2 separate regions of the Urocitellus parryii genome follow, and region 1 is linked to region 2. The links are chromatin contacts, called in public Hi-C maps. All regions are on one chromosome and are shown on one strand. The core of a region is the stretch at or near the end of the contact, and the rest is flanking DNA. Distances in the headings are between cores, read along the strand shown. Region 1 holds the start of Ppa2 (inorganic pyrophosphatase 2). Region 2 holds the start of Tet2 (tet methylcytosine dioxygenase 2).

Evidence for each region. A called contact is a pair of places that touch in the nucleus more often than the background predicts.
Region 1: a contact with region 2 is called in a Hi-C map of muscle, with 4 times the contacts expected there. The contact joins the promoter of Ppa2 here to the promoter of Tet2 in region 2. A contact is called at or near these places in 2 of 2 Hi-C or Micro-C datasets (liver and muscle).

Annotation. Positions count from the first base shown.
Region 1 is chr10:52,522,607-52,526,839 of mUroPar1.hap1, forward strand. It overlaps Ppa2 (inorganic pyrophosphatase 2), which reads right to left and starts at 1,463. Exons shown (of 11, transcript XM_026404662.2): 1 at 1,256-1,463. The coding sequence starts at 1,430.
Region 2 is chr10:52,215,325-52,219,574 of mUroPar1.hap1, forward strand. It overlaps Tet2 (tet methylcytosine dioxygenase 2), which reads left to right and starts at 1,298. Exons shown (of 11, transcript XM_026404656.2): 1 at 1,298-1,518.

The sequences.
Region 1 (4,233 bases), core at 213-2,712, 310 kb after region 2:
CACGACCTGATCAATGTTGACCAAAGGAGGATGGAGAAAAAAGCTTGTAGCATAAAGGAAAAGAACCAATGTTGAAGAAAACAAATTTTAGTACCAGCTGCCTCACAAGAGTTTAGGCAAGCTCTGTTATCTCTTCCATAAAATAACCCTAGACGGTAATCTCAGGCAGGAAAACTATAAACCTTTTAAAAATAGAGGATATCAAAAATGCTTACAGATATTATTATTGTTAAATAATTCACATTAGGCCCTGCAACTAATCACTTTACATACACAATATGTCATATGATGTTTGGAGCCCTGTTTTCCAGAAGAGGAGGCGGGGGAAAAATATCATGGTTTGGCAAAGTAAGAAATTCGCCCGGAATCAGGGTTATAGAGCTAAACAGTGAAGAAGCCCTTCACGGTTTACTCCAGGACCTCGATTACTAATATGTGAGTGACGGTACCAGGTGGACTTTACAGCTCCCCTCGGGGCTCTGAAGTCAATGGAGTGTGAAAACCAATCAATCGACGTTGCTACTTTCCGGGTGCTGCTAACGTACAAAGGGGAGCCTGGGGTGCATAGAAAAATAAATGATAGTCCCGGAGACCTGGGTCCTTTTCCGAAAGTCTTAGTTGGCCAGCTCAGTGCCCGACATGTCGCTTGACCTTCTAGCTAGTGCAATTTGCAGAGGAAGTAGGGCCATCTCCCTACCAGAAGGCCCGGGCGGCTCTTGCTTGTGGATAGCACTCAGGGTGCAAACTTGTGAGCACAAACGTGTGTTTTTGAGAGAAGATCCCTGTATCTCCAGAGTTCAGCCTGCCTCTCCACTGCGCGAAAGGAGGGGCTTTCTTACGCCATCGGAAGGGAGGGCGCTGGCGGACTCGGCCTCCTTCCTCAACTAAGCGGTGTGAACCCAGACTGCCGCCCGGGTTCCGGGAAAGGCTGCGGGCCGCAGGGGTGGCCGCGCGCTCGGACGCGCTCCGAGAGGGCGGTTGGCTGGGCCGAGGGCGACTCGGCGCCGGGGATGCCTGTCGTCCTAAATCTCCACAATCCGCGTTGGAGGTCTTGGTCAGAGGCCCTCGCTGGAAGCTCCCATGGCTCAGCGCGGGCTCCCGCGTGCAAGAAGATGGCCTGGACTGCGCGGCGACCGCGGAAGGCCTGAAAGAGAGAGGCAGGCCGCGCGGGCAGCGCAGGTCCCCCTGGTTCCACTACTCAGCCACATTCCTCCGCTCCGGCGCGCCCCGCCGCGGACCTCTTCGAGCTACTTACTGAAGAAGATGCGGTAATCCTGCGAGTGGAGCTGGCCGCGTTCCTCCGTGCGGTACAGGGCCATGGCGCGGCGCGGCCCGCTCCCCGCGCTCGCTGCTTGAGGCAGGCGGGCGGCGGCAGGGGCCCCCACGCGCCACCCGCTACCGGTGCGCAGCAGCGGCAGCAGCGCGCGCATGGCGTAGACGACTGTGCGGTTCTGTGCAGGGCTGTGGTAGCCACCCGGCCCGACCCGGCCGCACGACGGCGCCCCCTACCGCTCGGGAGTCGTCACTCCCACCCTGGGCCTTGGACCAGGATTCCCACCCTTACTAGTGGAATACCAGCGCCCCGCCAGCGGTGCACAGGGTATATATAGCCAAGCCAAGACTGAAAGAGGAACCAGACAAGGTCCACCACCCCAGAGGAGCGCTCATTCGTCCACTCAATCCTTCACTTACCCCCATTAACCTTTACTATCATATTGTATTTTTGCTGCGGTAATGCACTACTGTATGATTACTCTGTGCCAAAGGCTGCTCTGGACCCTGTCCAACATAGGAGACGAGTGTACTTACACAAAGACGTCCCAGTAAGACATAATGATCATGCCTCCATATGAAAATTTGGCCTTGACGCTGACTTACATAAAAGTCATAAGTAATTTCCTTACCTCCTCCATGAAGCCTTTTGCTGTTTAGTCCAAGTAGAGGCAACTTTCCAGAATTAGCCTGCACTACCTGTAGCTACTTATACCCCACAGGACAGCACTTAATATAGTGGCCACAAATAACTATAACCCAGTAGATTTTACTCTGAGTGGTCACGGGCTCAGGTAAAAAAAAAAAAAAAAAAAAAAAAACGAGAGCCATACCACTGCAGAAGAATGGAAGAACAGATGTTGCAAGCAAGCAGAAGTCTGCCACAAATATCAGTTTTCCCTCCTTTAGACCACCTATTTAGGGAACCATTAGGCCACTAGGAAGACCTCTGAAACTCCACAAGTTTCTACCCTAGATGACAACAGGATTCACATTAGGCATTCAGGTTCTGCCACTTATCTCCAGTTATATTGTGACAGTTAAAATTAGAAACCTGCTCTACCAAGTTTCCAGAAAGGATATCTAGGTGAAGTTCACTGACCACTTAGACTAAACTGCAGATTCTAAAATATTTTTGTCAGCACTGGTGGCTTTCTTATGTGTCAACTTGACTAGACTGAACTATGAGGTAGACTCTTCCATAAAAAGGAGAGAACATTTCTTTTGTGCATATATCATGGTGGTTGTATAATTTTATGGTTTCTTTATATGAAAAAAGTTAATTGTTCAATTAACCTTGACGATCAGATGTTTCAGTAAGACAAATTCCTGCTGAAACAAGGTAGCTAAAAATCTAGGTTGTTTTAAAAATCTACAGAGTTTTAAACTTTGAAAAATGTCTGATTTTTAGTCATATTGTTTTGTGACATTACAAACAATGACTTCCTATAGGAAACAGTGAAGAGAAAAATTTTCTCAGAATTATTTCTCAAATTAACACCATTCTCTGTATCCTAATGCTTGTAGTTATCCTTTGGGAGAATCTAGAATGTAGTTCTGAGGCCTCTCTTGTCAATAGCTTTCCTTAATTCTGGGAGCATTTTTTAGTAACCCTCAAGTTATGTGCATCCTGATTTGTAAAAACTAATGAAGAAAATATTAAGCATTTCAAAATGTAATATTTACTTAAAATGAAATCTTGACACTAACTTGTTATTTTGTAAATTACATTTTAAATGTTGCAGAGTTGTACATCCAAAAAGGAAACTTTTATTAAATAAGTTTATAATTACTTAGAATCCCATTTTCCATTCTCTACAATTTACTAAAATATTTGAATATCAAATGTCAGAGTATGTAATATGATTGATATAAAATAGTAATAGATGAATCAGATTAACTTCTTTAATAATTTTAAAATATGAGTTTGAGGATCAATTCTAGGAATTTATAAGGTAGAGCATAAAGACAATGACACATAAAACTGTTAAATAATGTGTCCAGGGTTTACAAAATACAAAACCACTAGAGATTCTTGAAAAGAATTGAGTTTATAAATTTTATGATTTGGAGAAACTGACTTATAATTTATATGTAGAAAGGGCCAGAATAGGAAATAGGAGATACGCTGTCTACGTACTGACAGTATCTCAAATATCAAGTGACGAGGACATAGTAGTTCTAGGAGTAGAAACAGAAAGGAACACTGCATTTGAAAAAGGAACCAATTTTTGATGCCTATTGAAAGCGGTGAAACGGTGATGGAAGAGTTAAAAAAATACACAGTTTTTTATACAGACCAACCAAAATAGATGTTGTGTTGTTCCCAGATATAAAGAAATAAAAATGGATTAAAACCTTTGGAGATTAGATGATAAACTTGGCTTGGAATATGTTGAGTTTAACACAATGCCGTTTTCATTAAAGATAAAACTACTTTCACCAGTAGGGGTCTCTGAGTAGCAGAATGTGAGACTGGACTTACCATGGACAGAGTAAATTTTTGTAGGTTGTACACATGGCCTCAATATAGGACTGAAATCCAAAGTAGCAATGGACCAACAATGTGTGAGAGTTCCAGTTGCTCCTCATTCTCACTGGCATTTATTGAATCATGGGATACAAAGAAACTGTAGGGCAGTAAGACTACTATGAATGGATCCTAGAATGGTAAATACATGTCATACATTCGTCTAAGCCTACAAAATATGCAAAGCCAAAAGTGAAGCCTTTTGGATGCTAATGAGATGTTGATATAGATTCCTTTGTAAACAAATATAGGACTCTGATGTTCAATAATTGGTAGTAAGTGGGTTGTGTGTATTTGTATAGGGCAGAGAAATCCCTCTATCTTCTGCTCAATTTTGCTGTGAATCCCAAACTGGTCTAAAAATATAAAGTATTTAAAACATGAAGAAACAAACTTAATCTCAACAAAACAATTGATGGAAAGAGACATCT
Region 2 (4,250 bases), core at 48-2,547:
ACTACTCAGCAATAGAAAAGAAAAACTGTCAGTGGAAGGGCGTTCTTACAGAGTACCAAATGTCAGGGGAAATCGAACGTTGGTCATTCGGAATTTAAGTGTTTATGGAACAGTTTCTTCATTAATTGTACAAGTGGAAATTTCCTCAAAATAGAGGAACTTAACGGAGGCAACTGTAGCATCTGAAAGTGCACGGGTATTTCTTACTAGCGAGAAGTAGAGGGTTACTGGTGAGAAACTCAGCTTGGATCCCTGAGAGAGACTCCCTCCCCTTCGTAGCCCACGTGGCGAAAGTAAACAGAAGGTGGGCCGGGGCGGGGAGGAACAGGACTCGGCCAATTTCCTAATTTGTCAAGTCTTTAAAAATACAGGCCCCTAAAGCACTAAGGGCATGCCCTTGGTGAAAATGAGGAGTGCTTCTGCTGAGCAAGATTAAGGCGACAAGGAAGGGAGGATGTCACCGTGAACCTAAAAGGCGATGGAGTGCGGGCTTGGGAGGAGAAGGTAGATGGCACCAGGGTGAGTGTGAGAAAGGTGCCAGTGGGTGTGGTGGAGGAAGGGGTCGGTAAGGGATGTGCACTGGGATACCTGCCAGGAGGTGAGGAGCGGGACCTAAGGGGTGCGTGTGGGGGCGTGGGCGCGGATACTTCTAATGGGGTGGTGGAGCGCAGGACCAACAAAGTTTCAGGAAATTTGCGATCTTACATGCACGTCCCTGCGCTGTGGCCACCTCTCCCTTGAGTCCTCCCTGAGCCTTCTCCTGGGAGTAGACAACTGTGCCAAGAGTGGAGAGCAGGGTAGGGAGTCTACTAGGGCAGAAGACCCAGGTGGAGGCCTAGCCTAGGGTTCTGGGTCCCCGGGGGCTGGACCCTCCCCTGCACTCTGCCCTGGTCCCCTCCTCCCCGCCCCCACCCCTCGCTCATCCAGGCGCAGGGCTCCCCCCTTCTTCCAGCACCGAGTGAAGGCAGCTCTGGCCTGGGCTGCGCACCCCCATTGTATAGCTCCCGAGCTTTTCTGCGGGACGCCTTGGGCGGGGGACTGACTCCCTGGGAGCTGGAGCTGAGGGCTCCAGGGCGGCGGCAGAGGCCGGGGCGGAGCTGGTGGAGATCCGGGCGGAGGAGGAGAGCGGGGCACCGGAGGAGGAGGAGGAGGAGGAGGAGGAGGAGGAGGAGGAGGAGAGGAGGAGGAGGAGGCGGCGGCCCGTGCGGAGGAGAGCCGGAGGCAGCGGCTGCAGCGGCGAGAGCTCTGGCGGCCACCGCCGCCTCCTCGCCAGCGCCGCGCGCCCAGGCCCGGCTCGCATGCGAGTCACGTCCGCCCCCTCGGCGCGGCCGCCCCGAGACGCCGGCCCCGCCGAGTGATGAGAACAGACGTCAAACTGCCTTATGAATATTGATGCGGAGGCTAGGCTGCTTTCGTAGAGAAGCAGAAGGAAGCAAGATGGCTGCCCTTTAGGATTTGTTAGAAAGGAGACCTGACTGCAACTGCTGGATTGCTGCAAGGCTGAGGGACGAGAACGAGGTCAGAGCGCTTCTCTTTTGCCGCGAAACTCTCCCTTTCCTCTCTCCCTCGCTTTCTCTTGGGCTTCCAGGGACTGGGGAGCAAACCTGGTAGTGTCACCCACAAATACCAAGAGGGAAGAGGGAAGCTTCACAAATTACTGGAGCTTCTTCAACATGGCTGACAAATATAGTTTTAATTCCCCCCACCCCCCCACCCCTTTAAACCTGTAGTCCTGTGTCTCTTCTCTGTCCTACTCATGCTCGATCCCTCCTTCTCCAGAAAACTTACCTTGGTACACCGACCAGCCGGTGGTTTCCCGGCCTTTTATCCTCAGGAAAGTGATTTTGCTTTCTTTGCTTTCCTTTTTCAAATAGTTCAGCTTTGGGGGGGCACTACTTTTCCCTTGAATCCTCTTCCCCGATTTCTTTCGGGGAAGTCAAAGGAGTCTCTGGTTTATCCTAAACCACCCTGGGGAGAAACACGGACGGGGTGTTTTGGGACCCTTTTATCTGCTCTAGGGTTTGGGTCTGGGTCTTTGGTTTGTGTCTGCTGCTTCCTACCCCCTTGTCCCTCTCCTGGGAAGTGCACTAAGCGAATGTCACCGGGAGTGGAATTGGAATACACTGAGTGGAGTTTTTTTTTTTTTTTTTTTTCTTAAGTCCGCGCGTTTTGTTAGTGGCGCTGAGTCAAAGAGGAAAGAATAGTTTCTCTGGTTCCCCAAACCAGACCAGAACCCACTTTTCTCAAGGTCCAGAACCTCTGCGTGGGCAGCGCCTTCCAGTCTGGGAAATGTGTGTGTGAGAGAATTTGTGGACAAATCTGTGTCCTGGCTTTGTGCTTCTCCCGAATCAGCTTCGTTGGGTTCCCTGGTAAGTGACAGGCAGACACAAAGGCAGGCGCAGGCCCGGGGAGGGGGGCGGGTGGGGGGCGAAGCGTTGAGAGTTGGTAGACTGCAAGGTCAGGGGCGCCTAAAGAAATGAAACCCAATCCCAGCAGAGGAGTGGAGAGCAGATTTGTAACAGTCCCATCCAATTTTTCTCTCCTGGCTTCTCTCTTTTCTTTGGTCTTTATCTTTCTGCCTTTCTCTATGTGGTCTGGATGTCCCTCTCTCTCCTCTTCCCTCTCCCCTCTCTCCTCTTCCCTCTCTTCTCTCTCCTCTCTCCACACACACTCCTCACTCACATCTTGCTGAGTCTTTTCTCTGGGACTGCTTGCCCAATGTTATGAAGCTAACGGGGTTTCTAAGGAGAGAGTTTTCTACCTATGACAAAGTGTGGCCTGAATAGACTCCTGGGAAGGTCGAATAAGAAATACGTGTTATTTGCTGGTTATTGACATGATGATATACTTTTAGTGCATTAGGTGATTTCCCTCCCTTATCTAATGTTTAGAATTTGAAGCAAGGGTTATATTCAAACTGATTGTTTAAATTTTAGTGAGATGTTTCTGTGTTTGCCTGTCTAGGGAATAGAATACATACATGAATTTAAATCTCAAATCATACATTGTACTTTTCCCTCTCCAGTTAGGGATTATACTGGCAAAGTCCAAATCCAAAAATAGTCATTAACAAATGATCCAATGTAGGAATAATGTTGTATGTTAGGAGAAAAAGATATTGATGTGGTTTGGTTTTGTTTAAGACTGTGGGTATTGTTGCCTGGCTAATGAAATCATTACATTTGCATTTTAATGGAAAGTTGAAATACTAAAGGGGAGTTATATTCTTTTACATGTTTGCATGTGTGTTTCACAATAGATTTGGAATAGAATATAAATTTCAACAAAATATTGATTTTTTTTAAAAAATGTTATTAAGCAGAGAAGCATTAATGAAGCATTGCAGAGCTAAACTTAAGTTCAGGAGGCATTTATTAAATTGACATTTGGTGGATAGAAGGAAAAGCATAATAATGGACATTGCTGTGTAGATCAGATTTCCAAAACTACTTATCCTTAGTAGTTCAGTTTGTAACTGTTTCTATTCAGATCTTTAAAAAGTGGCTAAGTTTGCTTTAATCATTCATACTAGAGGTTGTTTCATATGATTACAAGGGAGAAGCATTACTCATCTCTGTGGCGTAGAAGCGGTTCATTGGTTAGTTCTTATTTGCCCTAAGTCAGTAAAGAAAACACTGAGGAATTTTAGCTTAAATGTTTACTGTTTGTTGAGAAAACTATGGTTAATTATTTCAGCAATTCAGAATTAAAAAGAAACAATTTGTTTTGCTAACAGACTAGTATCTAACTACTTTTTGTGGACAACTTTTTAAATATTTTGATATTTACAGTTTTCAAGCTTTTTAACACATAATAGATAGAGTATTTCCCACTCAAATCAATAAATTAGAATACTCTAATTGATTAATAATTTTGAATGTGACAATTGCAGTTCTTTACTATTATTAAACTTAGTCTCTTGTTACTTTATACATCCTACTTTTATACTGAAAATAGTTGCTGGTAATACTGAAAGGCTTTCAATGAGTATGAGGAGGAGCTATGTATATTATTTCCCAATCTGAATAAAAGTAACAATTTCAAATAATTTACAATAAAAGACATAACCTCAGTTCTTCATTTATCATACGTGATACCACTTGGGTGCTTAAAAAATTCCATAGATCATTCTTGGTTAGTTAAATTTAGGAGAGATAATGACAATAACAAGATAAAATTACAGTACTGTTTTACTTATTTTCTTATTGAACTAATCATTAATTCGAAATTAATTAGGAATGAAGGAAGTT